Linked DNA regions of Ovis aries: region 2 is linked to region 1. Evidence: chromatin contacts called from public Hi-C data. All regions are on one chromosome and are shown on one strand. Each heading gives the region's core, a stretch centred on a gene start, on an enhancer-like site or on the middle of the called end of the contact. The rest is flanking DNA. Distances are from core to core; before and after follow the strand shown.

What was found. A called contact is a pair of places that touch in the nucleus more often than the background predicts.
Region 2: a Hi-C map of liver shows a contact between it and region 1, with 2.5 times the contacts expected there. The contact joins the promoter of TNFRSF21 here to the enhancer-like site in region 1. A contact is called at or near these places in 3 of 16 Hi-C or Micro-C datasets (liver, muscle and skin fibroblasts).

Annotation. Positions count from the first base shown.
Region 1 is chr20:20,154,612-20,159,339 of ARS-UI_Ramb_v3.0, forward strand. No RefSeq gene overlaps it. Among named protein-coding and RNA genes, the nearest start is that of ADGRF5, 34 kb to the left of the region's middle. Within about 2 kb of position 1,845, at least 3 of the 54 cell types and tissues checked have an H3K27ac peak or open chromatin away from gene starts, as enhancers often do. A contact at or near this core is called in liver, where this site is marked.
Region 2 is chr20:20,412,867-20,417,267 of ARS-UI_Ramb_v3.0, forward strand. TNFRSF21 (TNF receptor superfamily member 21) reads right to left here and starts at 2,670. Exons shown (of 6, transcript XM_012100789.5): 1 at 2,177-2,670. The coding sequence starts at 2,263.

The sequences.
Region 1 (4,728 bases), core at 595-3,094:
CTGAGATTCTTGGGGTCGCAGAGTCGGACACGACTGAGCGACTAAACTGAACTGAATCACTAATGGGCTGTTGCCTAAGACTTAAAGTATACATAATGGCCCATCTGGGGGAACCCTGACTCCCCTGCCTGAGCAGTAAGCTAAAATGCCTTTGTTTAGCTAACAAGAAACATCCTGACCAGTGAAAGAAAGTGTTAGTGTTAGTTGCTCAGTCCTGTTCAACTCTTTGAGACCCCAGGGACTGTAGCCTGCCAGCTCCTCTGTCATGGGATTTCCTAGGCAAGAATACGGCAGTGGATTGCGATTTCCTTCTCCAGGGGATCTTCCAACCCAGGGACTGAATGCAGGTCTCCTGCACTGCAGGCAGATTCTTTACTATCTGAGCCACCAGGGAAGCCCTTAGCCAACTTACAAATAGTTGTAGAAAAAAAGAAATGAACACATCTCTTGAAGTCTGATTGGAACCAAGAAATATTTACAATGTACCACTTTTTTTAGGGTTTCCCTAGTAGCTCAGACAGTAAAGCATCTGACTGCAATGCAGGAGACCTGGGTTCATTCCCTGGATTGGAAGATCCCCTGGAGAAGGAAATGGCAACCCACTCCAGTATTCTTGCCCGGAGAATCCCATGGACAGAGGAACCTGATGGGCTACAATCCACGGGGTCACAAAGAGTCAGACACGACTGATGGACTAGCACACACACACACACACCCTTTTTCACTTGACATCTTCATGTTCTTGTCTTGGCTCCTTAAACTAGCATCCAAATCTGGGCAAGATGGTGTTTTGGAACACTAGTCCACCATCTTCATCTGCTGACTTTCCAAATAAAGTCCCCATTGCTTACCCCAACACTTCATCTCTGGATTTATTGGCCTGTCGTGGGGTGAGCAGCAGGAGCTTGGACTAGGGGACACAAAGGCAAGCCCTGGCAGCTAGTGCAGGGCTGAGGAGCAAATTGTAAGCAGCCTTGATCTTTCCGGATACATCTTTGAGGACTTAGCAAATCTTTGCTCTGAATGAAGTCACTGTTTTATGTTTTTGTTTTGTTTCCTCTACTCCTATGACCTTGGGTACAAAATGGAATCTGTGAAGAGCTGGGGTAACTTGTCCATGGAAGTTCACGTGTGACAAGACTGCAGAAAATCTGCCAGACCGTTTTCTCCCAAAGTAAACAATGAATGTGAAAGTCTAGGAATATTCACACTCCATTTGGCACCACGTATTTGAATTAACTCTGCATATTCCTAAGTTAGTGCTTCCCCAGTGGCTCAGTGGCAAAGAATCCGCCTGCTAATACAGGAGACACAGAATATGCGGGTTCAATCCCTGGGTCGGGACGATCCCCTGGAGTAGGAAATGGCAGCCCACTCCAGTACTCTTGCCTGGAAAATCGCATGGACAGAGGAGCCTGGTGGGCTACAGTCCGTGGTGTTGCGAAGAGTCGACTGACCGAGCGTAAGGACTGCTCCTTTTCCTAAGTTACCCAATGTACATCCTTTGAGACAACTCACATTTAAATAAAACACTGGTTTTCTAGCAAGTGAAAATCACCTGCCAACCATGGCTAATTTCTCCTTTTGCTTAAAAGCAACTTCTAACTCTTTGCCAGCACCCTTGGGCATAAATCCAGGAAACAGAGGTTTTGTTTCCCAATCCCAAACAGAGCTATTATGCTCTTAGTTCCCTAATCTCTTTTACTAGACAAAACACAGCAGCAACACTGTAAATTGTTCCTAATTAGAGTAGTTGGATTAAAATGCCTTTCATCTCCCCAGATTCCAGGCTGGCTCTCGGGTGTATTTAAGCATTGAGCAATTCGTCCAGAGCTTATTTCTTGGTCAGAGCCCGCCCCCTGAAGTTTAATAAAGGTAAGTACAGCACAGCTCTGCTGTCTTCTTAACAAAAGGCAAATTGTCTTTCCCCATAAGAACAGAAAGAAATAGATTTGGGGCTTTTGAAAATCTATACCTGGCTGAGATCTAGAAAGATTCAACAAAATGACCATCCTTCAGCCCCTTCATTTGTTTGGAAGCACCAGAAAAACAGGGGGGAAAATTCATCTTTCTAAAATAACTAGTTGCAGATCTGTAAAGAGCTTATCCAACATGAGGCATGGCAACATCTAAACACAATTCCATTCTCTGTATTCAATGTGAAAATTTCCTCTAGTGAAATTTCTTACTCGAAGCTCATTATATTTGTGTATTAGTAATCTTCATATTCAAACTGGAATAGGCAAGTCAGGCTCTTCCTCTTTCTTGACTCTGAGCAGTAGTTAACCCAGTTGCTTCCTCGAAATCCTCTTGAAATGCTTTTCTTTGCTTTTGGATCTCATTCTTTCGGTTTCCCTCCTACTTCACAGGCTACCCTTCTCCTTCCTCTTTACTGAATCCTCTTCCTCTCCTTACTTCTAAATGATGGGGCACCTTCAGAGCTCAATGCCTGGACCTCGTCACTTCTTTCCCCATACCTGATCTCTGGTCCCATGGCTTTAACCGTCATCTCTAAGCTGAGGACTCTAAGAGTGCATTTCTAGCCCAGAACCTCCCTTGAACCATACGCTGGTATACCAAGTGACCTGCTGGACAGATTGAGGCTCTCATAGGCGTCTCCAAGACCTGAAGCAGGTGACCAAAGCTACATAAGCTTGTGGCCAAGCAAGTCAATCAAGGTGACTTCTAACTTCAGAAGTCACCAAGCTATCTCTAATCACACACACACACACACACACACACACACACACACACACACACACACTTGCATTTAACCTAAGTCACACGATATGGTTTCAAGAGTCAAATAACTCTATAATTTCCTGATTCTCGGAGATCAACTCTTTTCTAAGTTAATTATTCATCTTTGCTATGCTGGGTCTCTGTTGCTGTGCTCGGGCTCATCCAGCTGTGCCGAGCGGGGGATGCTCTCTAGTTGCGGTGCACAGGCTGGCACCGTGGTGGCTTCTCTTGTTACGGGGCACAGGCTCAAGAGTGTGTGGGCCTCAGTAGTTCAGTAGTTGTGGCGCATGGGTCTAGTTGCCTCACAGCATGTGGAATCTTCCCGGACCAAGGATTGAACTCACGTCTCCTGAATTGGCAGACGGATTCCTAACCACTGAATTACCAGAGAAGTCCCTGAAATCAGCTCTTTTAACTCATTTACTTGATTCTTTTGATATTTATTTCTGTGTTTCTAAATAACGTGCTTGCATTGTTACTCCTTGATTTCTCAGTTTTATTGATTTCCAGAAACAAACAATTAAAATTTAGATCTCTTTACCCATCCTCCCAAATATACCTCCTATTCTCCACCTTCCTGGGATATTGTTATCATTTGGGTTATAGCAAAATCATTTCACTTTACTGGCACTCTGCGTGCTCTATTTATAGCTGAGGCAGGTAGTATGTTTAATTGTTTTTCCTTTTATGCACAATATTTTATCTCTCTTAGATGTGACTTTTTTCAGTTGCTTGGATTTCTGTGTTCTTATGAAAAATCCATCCCCAACCCATCTCACGATATGTAAGTCTCTTCTAAATAACCACTCAAGTATATCAGGTCTCCTACCATTTTCACCTTGTTGAGCAATTTCCCCTGAAGATCCAGCTTGGACCTGTCCCCCCAGCTGTTGTCTGGCTAGCAGCTCTCTTTACTGCAACCCTGGAGTTTCCTTCTCTCTCTCTTCTACTGAATCTTGAATTCTAAGTCTTCCTCTTTCTGGGTTTATTGCCTCTTTCTGAATTTATTTGGTCTATTTTCATTTATCATGCTGGGCATTCATTCAGCCATTCCAGTAGAGAAAGTCATGTCCCTAAGTGAAAAAAGCTGTTTTCTATTAGCTTCTGTAATCATACCCTTCCTTTTGTTCCTCTACACTTTCTTTCTGAAAATCCAGTTATTCAAATGGTGAAACTTTGGGTCTAGTCCTCTAATTTTTTTCTCTTTCATTTTGCTTCTTTTTCTTTTATTTCTACTTCCCAAGTCATTGCCTCAACTTTATCTTCCATCACCTCAATTGAAATATATCAGTAGTTATATTATTCTATCTTTAGTTCCAAAGATTCTTTCTGTGGCCCCAATATTCCTTCTTATGGCATCCTACTCATAAAGGCAATGTTCTGTTGGAGGGTAGTATTGATCCCTCCCCTTCCTCTCTTCCTAGTTGTGTTTTTTCTCCCAAGTTGCCTTTCTTAGTTTTCTCCTTCATCTTCTAGTCAAGTCCATAAACTGGATTCTAAGTGACACCATACTGACTCTTTCTATAGTCTTTCTGTTTGTCTGTTTCTGCATTTAATATTGGGGGCTTTCCTAGACAGCCTAGTGAGCTGTCATTTAGTGGGCACACATCTCTTAGCCAGGATAGATTCTACCACAAAGCCGTATGGGTAGAGCATCCCTTGACATTACTTCCCCTTTGACCTCCAAGGAGCCTTTCTGTGCACATGTGATCAGGGAGGTCTCCTGCCTTTGGGAATGAGAAATACATGGTCTGTCTAGGGCCCAGCCTCCCCCCTTAATTGTCCTACTATTTTCGCCTTGGAGTTTCAGTCCATAGGAGACGAATGTCCAGTTGTTTTATGGGGGGGGGGGGGGGGGCATCTACCTCCTATCTCAATATCCCCATATAGTCTATAGCTAGGATGGAGAAAGAGGTGATTACTTGACTACTTGGGGTGAAGGAGGCATCTGAGAGTCTGTTTCCTAAGTTGACTTTGAACTACATG
Region 2 (4,401 bases), core at 1,420-3,919, 260 kb after region 1:
AATCATCTTTTTTTTTTTTTTTCTGGCCACATTGTACAGCATTTAGGGTTTTAGTTCCGTGACCAGGGATGGAACCCGTGCCCAACCGTGGAGTCTTCACCATGAGATCATCATTTCATGTGCTATCAACGTCTGGGCTAAGGACTATAGCTGGTAGAGTGGGAAAAATAAAAGACATTGCTTCCCCACCCTGGTGACCCCTGTTCACTCTCTCAGTTTCCCTTCCGGACAAAGGGGTCAACTCAGGGCACTCAATGAACTGCAGTGGAACTTTTCTGTTATAGTTAGCATGAGAATAAGCACTCTCATTTTAGTTAGTATCTCAAGGTTGCATCTAAGCTCCACTATAAATTACTTTTTAAAAAAAGACAGGCAAACTTACTTTCTCAAGTCTTCAGTTGCAAATCCAGTGCACAATTTTTTAGGTCAACCAGACTTAATGATTTCTGAAAAGGAGCTGGGCTCTTTCTCTGGAGGTTAAAGCAACCTATGCTTTAATTACACCACGACCTTACTTTAAGCATCTCATGCAGAAAACGTAAAGTCAATGAAATATTGCACTGACTTAAGACTTAATCCAGGAGTGGACTCCAAGGGGAGCATTAGGTGTAGGGCAGTAGATCTAAGACTGAGAAGGAGGCAGCTTGAGGATGGACCTACCTCCATTGATATTGGGATCGATGTTCCCCAGGACTTAGATGAGTTTCTCTCCACACCAACTGTCGAATCCATGCCCACTGCTTTCAAGGACCCTCCCAGCCTACTGCCCACCACCCAACACCCTCGTGTCAAGGACACAAATCTTGACTTTGCCACTGCTATAGAATGGGCAGAAAAGGGTCTTTGAAGGGAGTCTGGGACCTGCCTCATTATAAATCCGAACAGCACCAAACTTTTCTTTAGTGTCTCTCTTCCCCTTTAAAACACACCCTCGCACAGGGAACCAGAGTGTCTGTAGGATGAATTCCCAAGCCATAGCAACTGCAGTGCCCTGGGATCTAAGAGATCTTGGTTGGCCAGGCATTAAGCCCTTTTCGGGAAGGAGACAGCAAGCCTGCCTCTCCTTGACACGGCCTTGCCATGAAAATAGGCTCTTGTTTTTTTGTTTTTGTTCGGTTTTTAGCTAAGAATCTCCATCCACCCGGCAGACACAGAAAGATAAGCACGGAAGCTTATGGTGGCTCGTGGGTTTGATCTCAAATCAATTTTCTTCTTCCACCTAATTCATCCCATCCCCCCGCCAATATTTGGAAAGGCGGGGACGGGATGTGGGGAAGTTGGGGACAAGTTTTGGGTCGAAGGTGCTTTCAGGCTTTGGCAAGATAAATGATGGAGAGAACTAGCTACAGGGCACGCCCTGGAGCTGAATGCAGACCGGGTGCAGAAGAAGGAAGCTGCTCCACCCTCCATGCTCACCTGCCCGGCCACAGGTAAGCGAGGGATGGGGAAAAACGGGGGGAAATTCAGCTTCCTTTATGGTGGGCTCTCCCCTTCCCCCACTCAAGTGTCAGCGCGCTGGCCGCCTGGCTGGGAGCCGGCGCTTTGGGGGCGCCTGAGAGTGGGTCTCGGGGCTCCTTTTTGGGCGTGCCGAAACCGGGACCCACCCAGTCAAGGCGGAGAGAAGGGGGAAGGGGAGCAGGCGCCCGCTCCTAAGGGAGGCGCCGAGGCACCCGGCGTTCCGGGGGGCCGGCGCGCCCGGGTCCCGCGCTCTCCCACCGCAGCAGCATCCCGGCATGACACTGCAGCTGCAACAAAGCGGCGGCCGCCGCCAGCCTCGGCTCCCCGGGCCCACACCCCGCGGAGGGGCTAGCGGCTGGGGGCCCTGCGGGTGCGCCGAGGGGGGGTGGGGGCCCCGGAGGGGCGGAGGAGGTGAAGAAACCCTGAAATGCGCAGGAAGCCGAGTGGCCATCTCCAGCGCCTCTCCCGGTGCAGCCAGACTGCAAGGAAAACAATTCGCCTTCATTCCGGAGTCGGGCTGAGCTCTGCGGCTCCCTCAAAATGACCCGATCCAAGCCCTCGGGTCTGTTGCCTGCCCTCGCTCGCAACCTGCCCCCTCTGCACCCAGCACCCGCGCCGGCCCCGGCCCCGCGACCCGCCCCGCTCCCCGAGCGCGGCGTCCTCGGCTCCAGCGCCGCCGCCGCCCGCGACTCCCGTCTACCCCACCCGGAGCGCTCACCAGGAGAAGGGAGCCCGCGATCATCGTGGCTCCGGCGATGCGGCTGCAGGAGGCCGGGGCGGTGCTGCTGCTCGTGAAGGTCCCCATGGCTGAGCCCGGGGCTCGCAGGGCGCCCGGGGCGCGTGGCCCCCCGGCAGCTTGAATCGGCGGCTGCTTCTGCCCAGCGCCGCATCCACCGCCGCCTCCCGAGCCGGGAGCCCATCTACCTCCAACACCCCATGTGCACTGCGGCAGCCGGACGGCCGGACACAGGAGGGAGGCGGCGAGCGAAGCTCCGGGGGCGCTTAGCACCTGCCCAGCTGCGCGGCTGTCCGGACGGGGAGAAGCAGCCGCTGCTGCAACCCGCACCTCCCTGTGCTCTCCTCCGACAGCGGCTGCGGAGAACAAGGGAGGAGGGCTGGGCGCGAGAGAACGAAGGAACAACTTCCCATAGCGAAGCCTCCGGCCGCTGCCAACCACCGTCCTCCGCTGCCCTGACCGGCCGGCGAGGGACTGAGTCTTGTGGCCGCCGAGCGCAGGGAAACACGTGGTGGCGCCGAAGGGGCGGGGAATCGGCCCTTTGTGATGTCATCGCGAAGGAGGCCGGGCTCTTTGTGCGAGCAGAACTGAGAAGGCGGTCCAGAGCAAGCAAGGAGGTGCAGGATGCCCCCTGCCGTTCGCTGAAGAACTTGCAGCTGCTTTCTGATCCAAGGAAAACGCTCTGAAGGTATGCACTCCCTTGACCCAAATTTCCCTCTTTACTAAGATGATTCTCAGTAAGTTATTTTCTGTGACAGACGCCTTTCTATTGTTTCTGGCTCGATGAGTAAGATCAGAGAAAAAGCAAAAAGCATTTAGATCAACGGTGTGCCATAAAGAGACCAGTGAGTTGGTTCCCAAACTTAGCTGCACTTTAGAATCACCTGGAATGTTTAAAACAAACTTTGATGCCTGCTCCCACCCTAGAGATTCTGCTTGAATCGGAATAGAATGTGGTCTGGGTGTTTGGATGTTTTTTTTCACTTCTCCAGGTGATTTGGGGAGATTTTGGAACAAAATTTGAAATCCTCTGGGTTAATAAATGCAATTAAGGAAGTCCAGACTAAAGAATTCCAAACCTGGAGTCCACGGAAGTTGGATCCATAGATGCTCTTCCAGAGGGCTTGGAAACCCCTGAAATATGTGGGCAGGTGCATTTTCCTAAATAAAAGATCCAGAGCTCTGAATCAATTTATCACAGAGATAAGAAACACTCTCCCTCCAAAAACATATTAAACATTTTTGAGTTGGGTTCCAAATGCCTTTGTGGGAGGTGGGTGGGTAGAAAGGGAGGTAACATAGTGCCTCGGAAGTAAGAGCACAGAGCATTCCTGGGCATAGTTGGCACCGCCTGCATTTCTGAATGTGAGTGAGGACCTGACAACCCTCTTGTTGTCTCACCTGGGGGGAGGCAGAGTCTCCTGGCAGCACCACCATTTCTGGTACAGTGTCCATCGTCTAGGTTCTGACAGCATGTGTGTGCTCAATTGCTCAATCATGTCTGACTCTTTTCAGCCCTGTGCACTACAGCTGGCCAGGCTCCCCTGTCCATGGAATTTTCCAGGCAAGGATACTGGAGTGAGTTGCCACGTCCTTCTCCAGGGGATCTTCCCCACCTAGGGATCGAACCCGCACCTCCTGCGTCTCCTGCGTTTACAAGCAGATTCTTTACCATTGAGTCTCTGCCAGCACAGGGCACACTATACTGAAACTGCCTCTTTGACCATCTGGTTCACACCACTCATTTGTGAACTCTATGGTGCTGGACCTCTCCTAGCTTCTGTGACCCCTTCTACTTAAAGATAATATAGTTTCTCGATTATCTGCTTCAAGAATCAATACAGTACCTCTGAAGGTAACCTACAAGGGAAAGGTGCCAACTATTTGTTTTCTTATTAAATATTGTGCTTTGGCCTTTGTACTATGCAGACTTGAAAGATGCTAAAAATTAATCTGAGGATTAATTCCAATCTGTTCTTTCAAACATCTGCCAGTAAAGAAAATGATTGTCCATAAATATTAGAGCTAATGTGTACCGTCTGGTGAAAATCAAAGTTCTAGGAAACATTACTACTAAATATGGAATTTGGGGGAGAGGATTATGGTTGCACTTGAATTTCTCAATCTAGTTCCAGAAAGAGGGAGATGCATTGTATCTCCATAGATAACAGCTTCATTTATTTCTTCAAAACTTCAAAATGACTAAT